2 separate regions of the Mus musculus genome follow, and region 1 is linked to region 2. Evidence: chromatin contacts called from public Hi-C data. All regions are on one chromosome and are shown on one strand. The core of a region is the stretch at or near the end of the contact, and the rest is flanking DNA. Distances in the headings are between cores, read along the strand shown.

Region 1 (7,130 bases), core at 1,367-3,866, 470 kb before region 2:
CATGAGCTGCTATGCGGGTACTGGAATTTGAATCCAGCTCCTCTGGAAGAACGGTCAATACTCAACTGCTGAGCCATCTCTCCAGCTGCCCCATTCTTTCTGTGAGCATATTTCTTTTGTGACATGTTTATGTATGCACATATTCAAGTATGTATGCTTGCACATGTGTGTGTAGAAGCTAGAGCTCAACACAAGATATTTCCCTTTATAATTCTTCAACTTTTTTTTTTGAGGCTAAGTCTCTCACTGAACCTGGAGCTTAACCTCTTGCTTAGACTGACCATCAAAGATCTACCCGTCTTTGTTCCCTTGAGTGGGAATCACAAATATGCACTGTTATACCTGGTGTTTTACATGGGTCCTAGGGAATCCTAACTAAGGTCCTTCCTCATGCTTTTGTAGTAAGCTCTTTAACCACTTGGAAACCCGTAATCCCATCTCCCACCCAGAGTAATATTGAAATACAGACATCAGATCAAGCTGTTTCTTCAATCTCTTCAGTGACTGTCAACACTGTTCACATTAGACTCTACCCCTGGGATGCCCAGGGGAAACATGGTGATAAGGTGACAATGCCTTTGGGCTAGTTGAGATCCTATCATAATTACTGGTGGAGTCCTCCCCCCCCCCATTTTAGAGCCAAGGACTGAGCCAAGGGCTTTGCATATGTGATGTCCTTATGGGCATACACCCAGGTCATATAGTATCATTAGTGACTACCATGCTCTTTCAGAAGGATGGTGTTTAGGGAGTGCATTGAATTGGCATGCTATTAATTATTCATCTGGGATTTACTCTTCTATCTTGACCTCCTAGAATTCTCAGAGTAGACTTGCAATGGTGGAAATGAGCTTTCTGCACTGATGAAAGATCTCTGTATCTGGGCTAATGGGTGTTGCAGCTCATGTGTGGTTCTTGATCACTTTGAAATATTGCTGATGTCTTAGAAAGACAGCAGCATAGCCATGGAGTTAAGTTTCAGATGTGATATGATTTTAATAACTTTTGAGCAAAGTATATGGAACCACACATAATACAAAATATATGAATTATCTGTGGTGCCTTTGGAGCAGGGTACACTTGTTATCATGTTTAAGCCTTTAGAGTTGTTTTCAGTTTCCATATTTGGGGCATTAAATTTCTCTTTAACTCTACTGGAACTTTTTCTCCAGAAAACCTGGCAGTTCACTACATCATCTCACCTGTAGTCCCAAGTCATAAGCTTACATTCCCTGCCATGTTAACAGTCAGAGTAGGAATGGCTGTGGGTAAAACAGATGGCATAACAGACATGGCAGCTGAGGAGGAGTCACAGCTGCAGGCTATGGGCACATGAGGATCAGAGACAGGGCATCTATTGGAAGCTTCTGCCTTAGGGGGCATAAAAACATTGCTGCTATGGTAGGGATGATGCAACACACATTCAAAGAGTCTCACAGACAGTGCCAGTGACCCACGGAAAGTCTAGAAGCCCAGTGACCAGCACTCAGAATTGCAACACTCCCTGGGGTTTTAATAAAGGGATCTTTACAGAAGTAAGGCCAACAAGCAAAAGACATGTTCAAGTATGCATCTCTGGCCACTGCAAGTGAAGAAATGTAAGTGGTTAGGCTAAAGTTTCTAGAGTGATGGCTCTAGACTCTTGATAGAATAGTCTGCCCTTCATGTACTATCGAGGTTGAACTTGTGGATAGTTCTGGTCCATCTCACCACTGTTGCCAGTAGTCCTCTTGTAGTCTAGATCTTTAAGACCCCATTGTCCTCCTCAGCTTAATCATAGGGGGTCTTTGATTCTATTGGCTCTTAAGGTCATGGTGGGTCAGATGCTAGGTTTAGTGCCTGTATCCTGCAAACCAGCTTGGAGAGTAGGAGAAGGATACACCTTGTCAGTTTATTGCTTGTTGTCATTAAGACTCCCCACTGTGGTTCAACTGGAAAGAAAATGAAGGCTAGACTCATTTCAAATCTAGATAGACATCTTCATGCATTAGGACATGAGGAACGAGAAATCCAATGAGGTTATACTTTTGACTAGGTATCTGAATGAGGCAGGTCTGACTACAGAGGAAGGAGGAGGTAGAAGTCTACCTGGAACAGGATAAGCAGACCATTTTGGTGCATGGATTGAAACATTCAAGAACAAATCTTGTAGCATGGGTATATACCCCACCACACACACCTGGTGCCAAGGCTTTATTAGGACAATCCAAAGAAATCTCAGGAGGAGAGACAGCAGAGGATGAGGGCCTCAAAGAATCTGATGTTGAGTCTCAATCCTCCTTGTTACCGTAGTTCCTTTCACTTAAAAGTATTTTTCTGGGAGGTTCTCTTTGTTCCTTTTTCTCCCTAAAACAAAGAAATAAACCAAACAAAATCCCAATGCTAGATTTAGAGCCAGTGTAAAGCAAGAATGCCCAGAGAGTGGAGGGCAGTAACGTTCCCCTCATTGGCCATGGACAGATCCTAAGGACAATCATGGTGTCAGAGGATGGCAGTGGAGCCAGAGAGCTCCTCTTTCAGCTGTTGTAGTTTCTAAAGTACAGGATGACAGCAAGTATTGAATGATGTTTACTTAGTGGCCGAAAACCACTAAACAGTATTTTCTCAGAACAGTTTAAATACCAAGCCTCGCAACAGTGTTTTGGTTTGTCTGAGTCAACATGAGGAGGAAGATCTGGCTAAACATAGGGAAATGTACTGGCAAGATGGCAATTTCAAGGACGAGAAAGTGGGAGCAGGGAGTAGGGAGCACAAATAATCTTTATTCTTACCATGGTTCCGATTCCTCTGAACAAACTAGATGTACTGAATTTGAGTTGGGGCTATAAAATAATTACTGGAAGTTGTATATTTTTAAAAGATTTGGCTAAGACTGCTGAGGGATTTGATGGGTGAGTGATTACAAAAGTATGGTGTGATCCTACAATGAAATATTATTAAATTTTGTAAAGAAAAATAACTATGACACATGCAATTATATGAAGGGAACTTGGAGGTATCACACTAAGGTAAATAATCTAGACATGAAAGGACATATTCTGTGTGATCTCACTCATGAGATCTGTAGAAGCTAAAGGTATGCAAAAGGTGGGTAGACAAATAGCCTTTCAGTTACTGAAGGCTGAAGAGGGGACATGAGTTGTTGAGTGGACAGAGTTTCAGCTGAGGAAAACAAAACACTGTAGAGATTTGGGGCACAAAAATGTGAATATATTGCCTGTGTATACACTTAGAAATGATGATAAATAATTTCATGTTTCTCTGTCTCTTTTTTTTGTTTTTACCATAATAAAAATTTGAGAGGTATAGCAATTTTGTAAAATCTTTAGCTCCTTACAGTTTGGTTGGTTTATTTATAGAGATTTTTGTTGCTGTTTTTTTGTTGTTTTGTTTTGGTGGCTCTGAGACAGCAACACAGTTATCATGCATGTTAGGAATGCACTCAACTGCTGAGCTGAACCCCTGATCAGAAGTTTTAATGAATAGAAATATACAACGAGCTAGTCCCAAGGCTTCTCCTCAAAGCTCCTGCTACAGAAAGAGAAAAGGGTTGTTATTGTGGTTTTTTTTTCTTATTCATGTTTTATTCTGGTCATAAGTCCATAAGATAACTCGCTGGTGAGTAAGAAAATGTATATTGAATGACTGCTTGCTTCTGCTCTATCTCTGGACTGTCCACTGTGATTTTTCTTTTTAATATTCATAATGGCAGTTCAGCTCAAACCATAGATAAGGAAAGTTGAGGGTGACAAGAGGATTGGTCATTTGGTGATTCTAAAAGGATTATCGATGAAGAGCAGCCAGCAGCTTTTGAGTTCCTGTGTTCTAAGCACATTTGAAAAGTGCCCCCCCCAAAAAAAAGAAAAGTGGCCCATGTCTACTTATTTATTTATTTGTGAAATTTTTGTTCATATGCATAATTTTTCTTTATTTCTTTTTGATGATTTTTCCATAAACTCCATGATCAAAGCCCTCTCTCCATGAGTACCACCCTGTTCTGGCACATTAAGTTGTAGTTGTGCTCAGTGTACCCTCTACTACTAAGAAAAGACAAGGCAGTATAAATAGGGGTAGGGGATCCTAAAGGCAGACAATGGAGTCAGAGGCAGCTTCTGCTCACATTGTTAGGAGATCCACAGAAGATACAAATAAGAAAAGGGCCTAGGTCCAGCCCATGCATGCTCTTTGGTTGGTGGATTAGTTTCTGTGAGCCCCTATGGGCCCAGGTTAGTTGATGGTGTAAGTCTCCTTGTGGCATCTTGACCCCATGGACGAGAACCAACCCTTGGCATGGTTAATGATACTCTGCTATGTTCGCAAACTAGAGTCTAGCCTAAATGTCTTCTGAGAGGCTTCATACAGTGACTGCTGGAAACAGATGCAGAGACCCACAGCCAAACATTAGATGGCCTACTTTTAACCTAAGTAAACAATGAGGCCACTAGAAAGCAGCTGCTCCATCTCTCGACAGTATTTCTGCATTGATAGATGCAAGTGAGACTCAGAAGTTCACTTGTCATGTCCAAGGCTGTGCATCCATATAGCACCAAAGCCAGTCAAGACACCATCTTAATGCTATTTCCAATCCATCTTATTTGCTATTCTGACTTTGGGGGAAAATACAGTCTACATTTAAGTGGAAAATGTACCACTTTCTTCTTATTATTATATTTATTTAATACAGGGCTTTATGCATCTTGGTCTTTGTAGCCAAGAGTGTTCTTGACCTTCTGATCCTTCTCCTTATAGCTCCTGGGTGTAAGAGTTGCAAGCATGTGCCGCTATGTCTGGTGTACGCTCAGGGTTAGCCCCAAGCTTTTTACATACACTAGGCAAACATTCTACCAACTGAACTACATTTCCAGGTCAGAAAACAGATTTTTGAAGAAGTAAGTTGGATCTACTGCCTTGATAGGAAACTTTAGTAAACTTTGGACCTATTTTATGCGTTGGATTTCTCTTAAGACATGCTGTCTTGTAGATGTCTCTAGATGAAAAATCAATGACAAAAAGATCTTTCACCTAGATGTAATTTCAACTCTCAAATGGCACATTCCATTAACTTCCTAGGTAGGCTGATTTAGTTTTCTGGGTCAAGGTGTGATAGCATGACAGATGAATACAAAATTATTCTTACTAGCATTGGGCAGTGCTTTTATGGTCCCAATAAGCATGTCTGAGTTGTGGGAAGCCATTGCCAATACCAGAAGACAGCACAGCCAAAACACAAAGTTCTCGTCTAGGATGACCTGGACATTTTTCTGGTTCCCACTCTGTCTCATGACTCATTCTTTTGGATTTTGACAAAATGCCACTGAATCTCAGAGCATAACCTGCATCAGTGGGAGCTGGAGAATGGGCCTTCCTGTCTTGTTTCTCCCTCTGCTTCTCCCACGCTCAGGATTGTGAGTGTGTGGTCTCTGGGGTTCTTTCTGACATCAGAGGTAAATGTGAAATGTGAAGAAACTACAACCTTTCCCTTCTGTTTCTTGTTGAAATAGTGAAAACTCCAAGGTTGGAGTCAATACATGATTTTATCACAAAGAATCAAACACAAGAGCTCATAGCTTGAATGTATAGTGTCTCCCTTCTCTCCCCTCTTGAGTTCAATTCTCTGTAAACATATCATCAGAGAGAGATCCTACCATAGAAAGTCTACTTCTATTTTCCTACTTCACACAATTGGTTTTATAGAAAAAAATTATAAAATGAGTTAACCAATGTTATTTAGTTAGTTTTCACAATGAAAAAAAAATTCTGTTTGTCCTAAGGGGACACAGTGGTTTTGGCAGTATGCTGAAATACATCAATGCTTTGAAGCACACTATTAGTCTTAGTTCAGAGAAATTAAAGATATATACACAGAGCACAGGTTATTAGCCTCTCTCCCTCTGCTAGTACACAAAGGGTTATAAGAACTTTACAATATAAACCATAAAATTCCTCAACCTTCTCTGTGGCTTTCTGGGGCTCTCATGTAAGACTGCTCTGACATTTAATCAAAACTTTTATGATAGGGCTGCTTTAAACACTATTCAATTTCCTAGCCATGGAAAAGGATGTCCACCAAATTCCTTGTCCATCTACCTGGAGTTATACAAGCACAGATTTGTTTCTCACTACCTCTGACCCCAGGACCTTTTGGTATCTGGGAAGATTCAGTTATATTTGTGAGAGGCTTTATCCTTGGATCATCTATTGTAATAGTGCGTGGTCTTTCTGCTCTACTTAAGTATTTATTCCCTCTGATCAAAATCCGAACTTGACCTCGCAGACATCTAAGTTTTGATTACTTGGCGCAGCACCTGAAATGGAAACACACAACTTCTGAATTTTGTCAAGAGACACCCTGTGGTTATATTTTATATTTCATAAGTATTTCTTGTATTTTTTTTGACCCTGCCCATTTTGACCTCCCATCTATATTTCTGTTACCTTGGTGTGTTAGCTTCCTGTCACTGTGACAAATACTTGAGACAATAAACTTTGAATAGAAAACGTTTACCCTGGCTGAGTTTTGGAAGTTCAAGTTCCTGGTTAGTGGGCCCTGATTCTCTTTAAGCTAGGATGAGTCAGTATCATGGGGGATGTACATGGCAGAGTGAAACTGCTCCCTTATAGTCTGGAAGTGACCCTGGCTGGGGCTCCACAGTCCTCTTCAACATCATGTCATCAGTGACCTAATGACCTCACATTGGGCCTTCCCTCTTAAGGTGTCTATTGTTTCTCAATAGTACAAGCTGAGGAGCGGGCCTTTGCCACATGGATCTTGTGGAGGAAACATATTGTCTAAATAGTAGTACTCAGCACTGTTTGAAGCAAGAATCCAGATTTACTCTTTTAATTCCTCCTTCCAAGTTACCTCCTGTCCCCACATTAGTGGTGGTGCTTGTAGGGAAAATTGAGGTAAAGGAAGCAGCTGATCCCTTGAGACTGTTGTGTGGCAGAAGAGGGGGCTATGGAAAACAAACATAATTCTTTTCAGACATTTGATTATAGTGGAATAAGCCATGGTAGTGTTGTGTTTCCCAGACACCCCAAAGCAAAACCCCCATAGCCAGGATGAGGCGAACAGTTCACAGCTAAGCTAAAATGAGTCCTTACTGGCCCAATTACTGTTTCCAGAGTGT
Region 2 (7,320 bases), core at 4,816-7,315:
CAGTACAGTCCAATATAGCAGGGAAGTCATGGAGGCATGATCTTGTGATCATGTGGCATCTATAGGCCAGAAGCAGAGCATGATGGATGTTCATGTTATGCTAGATTTCTGCTTTTTATTCAATCTCAATGCCAGTCCACAGAATGGTATGACCCATATTTAGGATGGGTCTTTCTAGCTGTCTTAGTCAGGGTTTCTATTCCTGCACAAACATCATGACCAAGAAGCAAGTTGGAGAGGAAAGGGTTTATTCGGCTTACACTTCCATACTGCTATTCATCACCAAAAGAAGTCAGGACTGGAACTCAAGTAGGTCAGAAAGCAGGAGCTGATGCAGAAGCCATGGAGGGATGTTCTTTACTGGCTTGCTCACTCTGCTCTCTTATAGATCCAAGACTACCAGACCAGAGATATTCCCACCCACAAGGGGCCTTTCCCCCTTGATCACTAATTGAGAAAATGCCTTATAGTTGGATCTCATGGAGGCATTTCCTCAACTGAAGCTGCTTTCTCTGTGATAACTCCAGCTGTGTCAAGTTGACACAAAACTAGCCACTACACTACCTTAATTAACCTAATCTAGATAATCTCTCGTAGGCACACCCAGATGCTTGTGGTGAGTCTAGATTCAAATTCACAGTCGATATATAAATTTCTTCATCAGGAACTGTCATATTCAGTTTGTTGTCAAAAACAAAGCCAAAGGCTCCCAAGACAATTCAATGAGTAAAGATGCCTATTTCCAAGCCTGGCAACCTATCAATCCCCAGGACCCTCAAGGTAAAATAAGAGAACTGAGCCTTGTTGCTATCTCTTACCTCCCCTTGTGTGATGTGGCATGTACATGTACACACACACACACACACACACACACACACACACTGGATGGATGGATGGATGGATGGATGGATGGATGGATGGATGGATGGATGGAAGAATAAATAAAGAAATAAATAATGCTTTGGGCTTTTTTTTTTTTTAAATCATGACAAAGTTAAGGGCTTCCCAGGTCAGAATCAACAAGGAGAATGATCTCCTGAAATCACCGAGGAAAGACATGGTCTGTATTGACATGCATGGAATCAAATAAAGTACATCATGGTAGGCACACAGTGTTTCACATTTATAATTCCGGCAGCAAGAGGCATATGTCACATCCTTGTTGCAAATTTCAGGCTAGCCTAGTCTGTATGGTGTGTTCCAGGTAAGTCAGGGTTACGTAGTGTAATCTGTCTTTGTATCAGGCACTTCCTAATGTAAAGATTCAATGCACAAACCTAAGATGACCTTGTTCCTGTCTTCCTTCTACTACATCCTGCCTCTCAAAGTGTCCAAACAGGTACAAATGCAGAAGAGGTCAGTAATAGCATCACACAATGGTGGCAAGGCTCTGACAGGCTGTGGAAGTCCTCTGACCCAGTAGTCACTAACATGACACAATGGAGGTAAAGCACCAGCAGGCTCTGGAAGTGACTTCCTCATGACAGGGACAGAACAATTCACTCTGCTCTTGTAGCTGCTATGTGAGAGAAACTATCATGACCCAATTGTTAGCCACATAAATTTACCTTTATATATCCCTACCACATCTCAGCCATTCGGTATTCCTCAGTTGAGAATTCTTTGTTTAGCTCTGAACCCCATTTATAGCTGTCTCCTATGAGGCTATGCCAGTGCCTGGCAAATACAGAAGTGGATTCTCACAGTCATCTATAAGATAGAACACAGGGACCCCAATGGAGAAGCTAGAGAAAGCACCCAAGGAGCTGAAGGGATCTGCAACCCTTCAGATTGTGGAACAACAATATGAACTAAACAGTACCCCCAGAGCTCATATCTCTAGCTGCATATGTAGCAGAAGATGGGCTAGTCGGCCATCACTGGGAAGAGAGGACCCTTGGTATTGCAAACTTTATATGCCCCAATACAGGGGAATGCCAGGGCCAAGAAGCAGGAGTGGGTGGGTAGGGAAGCAGAGCGGAGGGAGGGTATAGGGAACATTCCAGATAGCATTTGAAATGTACATAAAGAAAATATCGAATAAAAAAATAAATTAAAAAAATAAAATAAAATGGTTAGTCTTGATAGTCAAAAAAAGATCTCTACCACAAATTCAAACTGGACATTGTTCAGATCAAAACAATCTAATGGAAAGGAGAAAGAACAGTAGGAGAGAGTCAGCAGTCTAGAGGAGGTGAGCAGGAAGTGAGGATGGGTTTTATGAAACTCAGCCGAGTTTCATGAATTTGGACAGATTCACAACACCTCCATTACCTTCCATGCTGAATTTAAGGAGAATGGACAAAATAAAATCAATAAAGTTCACTGTGACCTCTGAAGCATTCCGCAAATATTCACCAGTTGGTTGTATAATACCAAATGGTCTTTCCTGAAAACATAGTACAAGTAACATTTTACAGGCTGAGCAATTATATTCAGGAGTGTGTGTGTGTGTGTGTGTGTGTGTGTGTGTGTGTGTGTGTGTGTGATAAGACTTGATGAAAAAAGAAACCATGACTTTGAAAAAGAGCAAAGAGACCTTATTTAAAAGGAAAGGGAGAAATTTTGTAATAATATCATAATATCAAAAATAAAAATTATTTTTTAAAATATGTTTCTCTTCTCACATGTGCACTTATAACTTTTCAAAGCCTGTTATTCCCTATAAAGCTTATCTATTGAAATGCAGTTTTAGAACAATTGTTAGAATAGTATAAAACCAAAATCTTTTCGAAGACATTTTCTTAAACCCCAAACCATCTGCTGATTTTTATAGCTCTTATAGGAAATATCATGAGAGAGTAGCTTGCTCTGGGAAGAAGTATAGACTCCTGGAGTCCTGAGTTCAAAGCTTAGTGTTAGCAAGTTAGGCAGATTAGGTAGCTTGACATGAAATCAGGACCGATGATGGAGTGGTACCATAAAAATTAGCTTAGGGGTCTTGAGAGATATCTCAGCCATTAAAAGCAACTCCTGCTCTTCCAAGACTAGAGTTCAGTTCCCAGCACTCAAATTAGGTGACTCAGATCTAACTTGTAGCTCCAGCTCCAGGGCATCTCAATCATACATGGCATGCATACATACATAAATACATACATACATACATGCATACATACATAGGGCCTCCAAGGGCATTCATACACACATGGCATACATGTTTAGCATAAATAAAAACAAACCTTTAAAATAAGATTAACTGAGATAAGTGTGAAATGCAGTCAAGAACTAGAAAATGTTTTCTTTCCTGCTCAAGGATTTAAACACACACACACACACACACACACACACACACACACACACACACACACACACGCACGCCTTAGGAAGCTTCTTAAACACAGAAACAAAGCCTCTGTCCAGGCAGTGACTCCACAGCACAAGTGCTTCACTCCTTGGTGGCATGCCTGTGTTCAGGAATGGTGAGGACTGGGAGCTCCTGCTGAAGCAGGGCAGCTAACGCCTCTAAGATGCCCTTTCAACCTTCCAGCGAAGCACTCTATCCTCCTGAGTTTAATTACACTCTACTGTGACTCTCCTCTAAAATACAGTGAGCAAACACTAGCTTAGTTCTTACAGAAGAGCAAGGCTATACATCTCTAGTGTGGGAACTGAGAAAGATATAGAGGTAATGGAATTTTTATTATTATTATTATTTCATAAGAAGGGATGGGTACTTTGACCTCTTTAGACACTAAATGCATTAGCGAAAATTGGAAAATGAGGACTGAAGATTTGAGCTGGTACCAGTGGATGGAGACTTGCATCCTCTCCTGAATCTCTTAATATCTTGCAGAGGATCTGAGTGGGCTAGAAGCTTTGAGAACAATCAGAAAATGGGGTCAGGAGACCTGCATTCTGGGCAATGACATGTTATATGACCTTGAGACACAATTTTCTCATCCAGCTACAATAGTCAGGAGCCAGTTTGTAGAGTCTAAAATATTAAGTTCCTGCTTCTCATGATCCACTATTTTTTTTAGTTATGCTTTTCTTATGTCTTTCCTTGATCACACCTTAAGCATTCTTATACTATGCTTTAAGCTCTTACTTCTAAAGGGTTTATAGATCAGAAGACTCCAGAAACTTCTATAAAATCTTTAGCCTCAATCTCATCACTCTTGAACAATACTTAACACTTCATGGTGGTATTGTGTAAGCTTACGTGCAGTGCCTAGCCATTAGTAAACAAATATTATTATCTTTCTCTTGGTGTTATTTCTCCAAAATATCCTTTCAACTCTTATAGCCTTGACTCAAATGACTAGGAATACACTTTTAGAATATCTATTATGTGTTACTTATATTGTATGTATGTGCACATGTTTACATGCCACAGGTGTGAGCAGAAGTCATAAGAGAATCTATGGAAGTTGGTTCTTTCACTCCACCATGTGTGTATCAGATATCAAGTTCATGTCATCGGGCAGAGCAGCAACTTAGCTACCTCGGCAGCCACCAAATAAATTTTCTTTGTAGTCTCCAAATAAAATGAAATATTTTAAGTATTTGTCAGGTTTTCTGTGAGCAGGTGTGTCAGGTACATGCAAGGAACACTTGCTGGTTGGTTGAATCTGTCGGCTGTTTCAATAGATGAGGTACAACATTACACTATGAGCTCTGGTGCCTAGACCAAAGTCAGTTCTTTATTACTTCAAGGGTATTGTTGTAAAGTTGTTTTTTCATATACTGTTATAGACAACTAAAATAGAGGAGTTGCTTTTTTCCCCTAACATGAAGTCACTTGGCATAATCTATATGATACTTTAACTTCCAGCTATAAGAAAACTCCCCATATACAAGGTCTAGTGGTACAAGCTTGTGATTCCAGCTGCTGCTCAGGCAGGGTAGAGACTGGAGGATCACAGGTTTCAAGCTTGCCTAGTCTCTATAGCAAGTTCACAGTCACTCAAAGACATTCTATAGCACAAGGGGGAAAGGAGGGGGCATGAATAAGGGTGGCATGGGAAGTAGCTCAATGGTAGAAATGGTTTTGTCAGTCTAGGGTCATATGGGCAATACAATGTCAAGGCTGGGGATCAAAAAATGAAGTCTGTCCACAGGATTGCTATATCCTGCTTCAGATATGAAAGACAAGCGGGGTCAGCTGACTTTAGACCATAAGACCTGGGATCTTTCTGAGATTCAAAATAGTTGTAACAGGATTCTCTTTATCCAAAAGAAACAGTCAAACAAAGAAAGCGGCCCATACTCACATGACTCCAGACTAGCTCCTCTGGGTACGGAAAGCAGAGACTGATGTATTTTGCTTGTGAAAATTGGAAGATGAGGTTCATGGTTTTTCTCTCGTTGTTACCAAGGCTGAAGCCCAACTAGAGAAAGCTGTGTCTCAAGATTTTCATTCTGTTCCCAGACTATCTTCCTTCCTAAGTCCTTTTCATGGGTCAGTCGAGTCCTATGATCAATGCAGGTGGTGATTTTGTCTTCCACATATGATCTGGTTACAGCAGTCACAGTGACTAGTAAGCTCTTTGGGTCAGAACTCATGGCCTCCTTCCTGTGACCATCACAATTCAAGTCACATATAGCCAGTGCTCAAAAAATAACCTGTTCATCGTTTTGTCCCAAAAGATAGTCTTTCTTCGGCAATCCATATTTTCACATCAAGAGTGTCTCAGCCATTAATCCAGACCACAAACTGCTCTAGAAACAGGGACTGCCTTATTTGGTGGTGCATCTGTACAACCCTAGGTGCTGCTAGATACAATGAAGGAGGACAAGTAAGTTTCAGATTTTACTAGAACCTTCAGGATGCCTGTGCTGAGAGCTATGCTCCCTTCTTCCTCAGTAACACGCATAGAAATATCTATACTCCTCTCAGTGATCACTGGACTCCAGAGTACTACAGGAATTTATCAAAAGGCTATGAACTGCAGCCAATACTCTTGGTCAGAAATGGACAATCAGTCCCACCTCTGCCTACTGCCAGTTTTTGTAAGTAAAGATTTACAGAAACACAGTATGCCTATTTGTTTACACGAGGTCGATAGCTGCTTTCCGGCTGCAATAATGGAGCTGAGTAGTTACAACCATCTGGCTTACAAAGCCAAAAATGTTTACTTTCTGGCATTTCACAGAAGAAACTTGCTGACCTCTGCTCCAGTTTAAACTGCAAAGACTACAAGCGCCTCTGGCTTTGAAAAGAAAGGGGTGGGGGGAAATTCTCAAGCTCCGGAAATAATACTATTTCGTGATACTTTATTACGGGGAAACATTCTTGATACCTTCAATATGAACATGTAAAAGCATATGCACAGCTTTCTTCTCCATTTCATCCTCTCAACATCTGGATGACGTAAGCAGGGCAATTAGAGCCTTGTTTCACAAACGGAGGACTAAAAGGAGGGAAGATGAGAGAGAAAAGGGGGAGGAAGTAAAGAAAGAAATTTGGTTTACAACTAGGACCAAGTCTGTTTTTTTTTTCTATGACACTCAGTAGTTGAACCAAAAACAAAACAAAACAAAGCTAACAAACAAACAACAACATCAACAGCAACGACAAATGTCTGTCCTCTATCCCTCTTCCTCCAGCACGACGGGGCTGATTTCTGGAGGTCTCCAATGACTAGCTTTGGAGAGTCCAACTTCCTACAGTTCCCATGCCGGAGGCACTAGTACTGCTACTTAGTGTGCTTCATTCGAACATTTTAAGTAATGATATGGCCTTGTGCTTCTTTGCTCCAAAACTTATCTGCAGAACAAACAAATTCCAACAGCCCACCTTTCCTCTCAGTAAACTCATTCTCGCATGGGAAGGCAAGCAATTGGGATCTTCCTCCACGCATTTCTGTGAATGCACCCTAATTCAATTCTCACTTCTTAGTGTGTAGAACGTCTCTTTCTAGGCTCCTAGTGGGTGTACAAAAGGCCCATCCATCCATCCGAGTTTGTAAAAACAGTGATGAAACTAGCCTATATGATGGTGTATACTGTCACACCCTCTTCAGTATAGACAGTCTCATTTTTTTCCTAAAGAAAAATGGGTCCTAATGGTGCTGTAACCAGAAGGTGTTTTCTCTGCTTATCAGATAAACACACACACACACACACACACACACACACACACACACACACACAAAGACACACATATACAGACACACACACCGAAGTCAGCAAACAGAAGCTAGCTGATTTGAGCCTGTCTGCTATGCAGCCTTTAATCAAGCAGGAATGTGAGGAGACAGCATCAGAAATAGGAAACAATTCTGAAGCAATAGTCTCCAGAATCATGGGATCTGGGTATGAAGGGGTCAGAAAAGGCCAGATAAGTGAGTCTGGGTCCTTCTGGAGCCAGAAGTCACC

What was found. Hi-C and Micro-C count contacts between places; a contact is called where the count stands out from the background.
Region 1: a Hi-C map of uterus shows a contact between it and region 2. A contact is called at or near these places in 1 of 39 promoter capture datasets (cranial neural crest), 5 of 484 Hi-C or Micro-C datasets (adipose-derived mesenchymal stem cells and uterus) and 2 of 130 datasets of targeted methods (embryonic fibroblasts and fibro-adipogenic progenitors).

The regions. Positions count from the first base shown.
Region 1 is chr19:18,344,112-18,351,241 of GRCm38.p6, reverse strand. No RefSeq gene overlaps it. Among named protein-coding and RNA genes, the nearest start is that of Ostf1, 280 kb to the left of the region's middle.
Region 2 is chr19:17,874,731-17,882,050 of GRCm38.p6, reverse strand. No RefSeq gene overlaps it. Among named protein-coding and RNA genes, the nearest start is that of Gm22880, 13 kb to the right of the region's middle.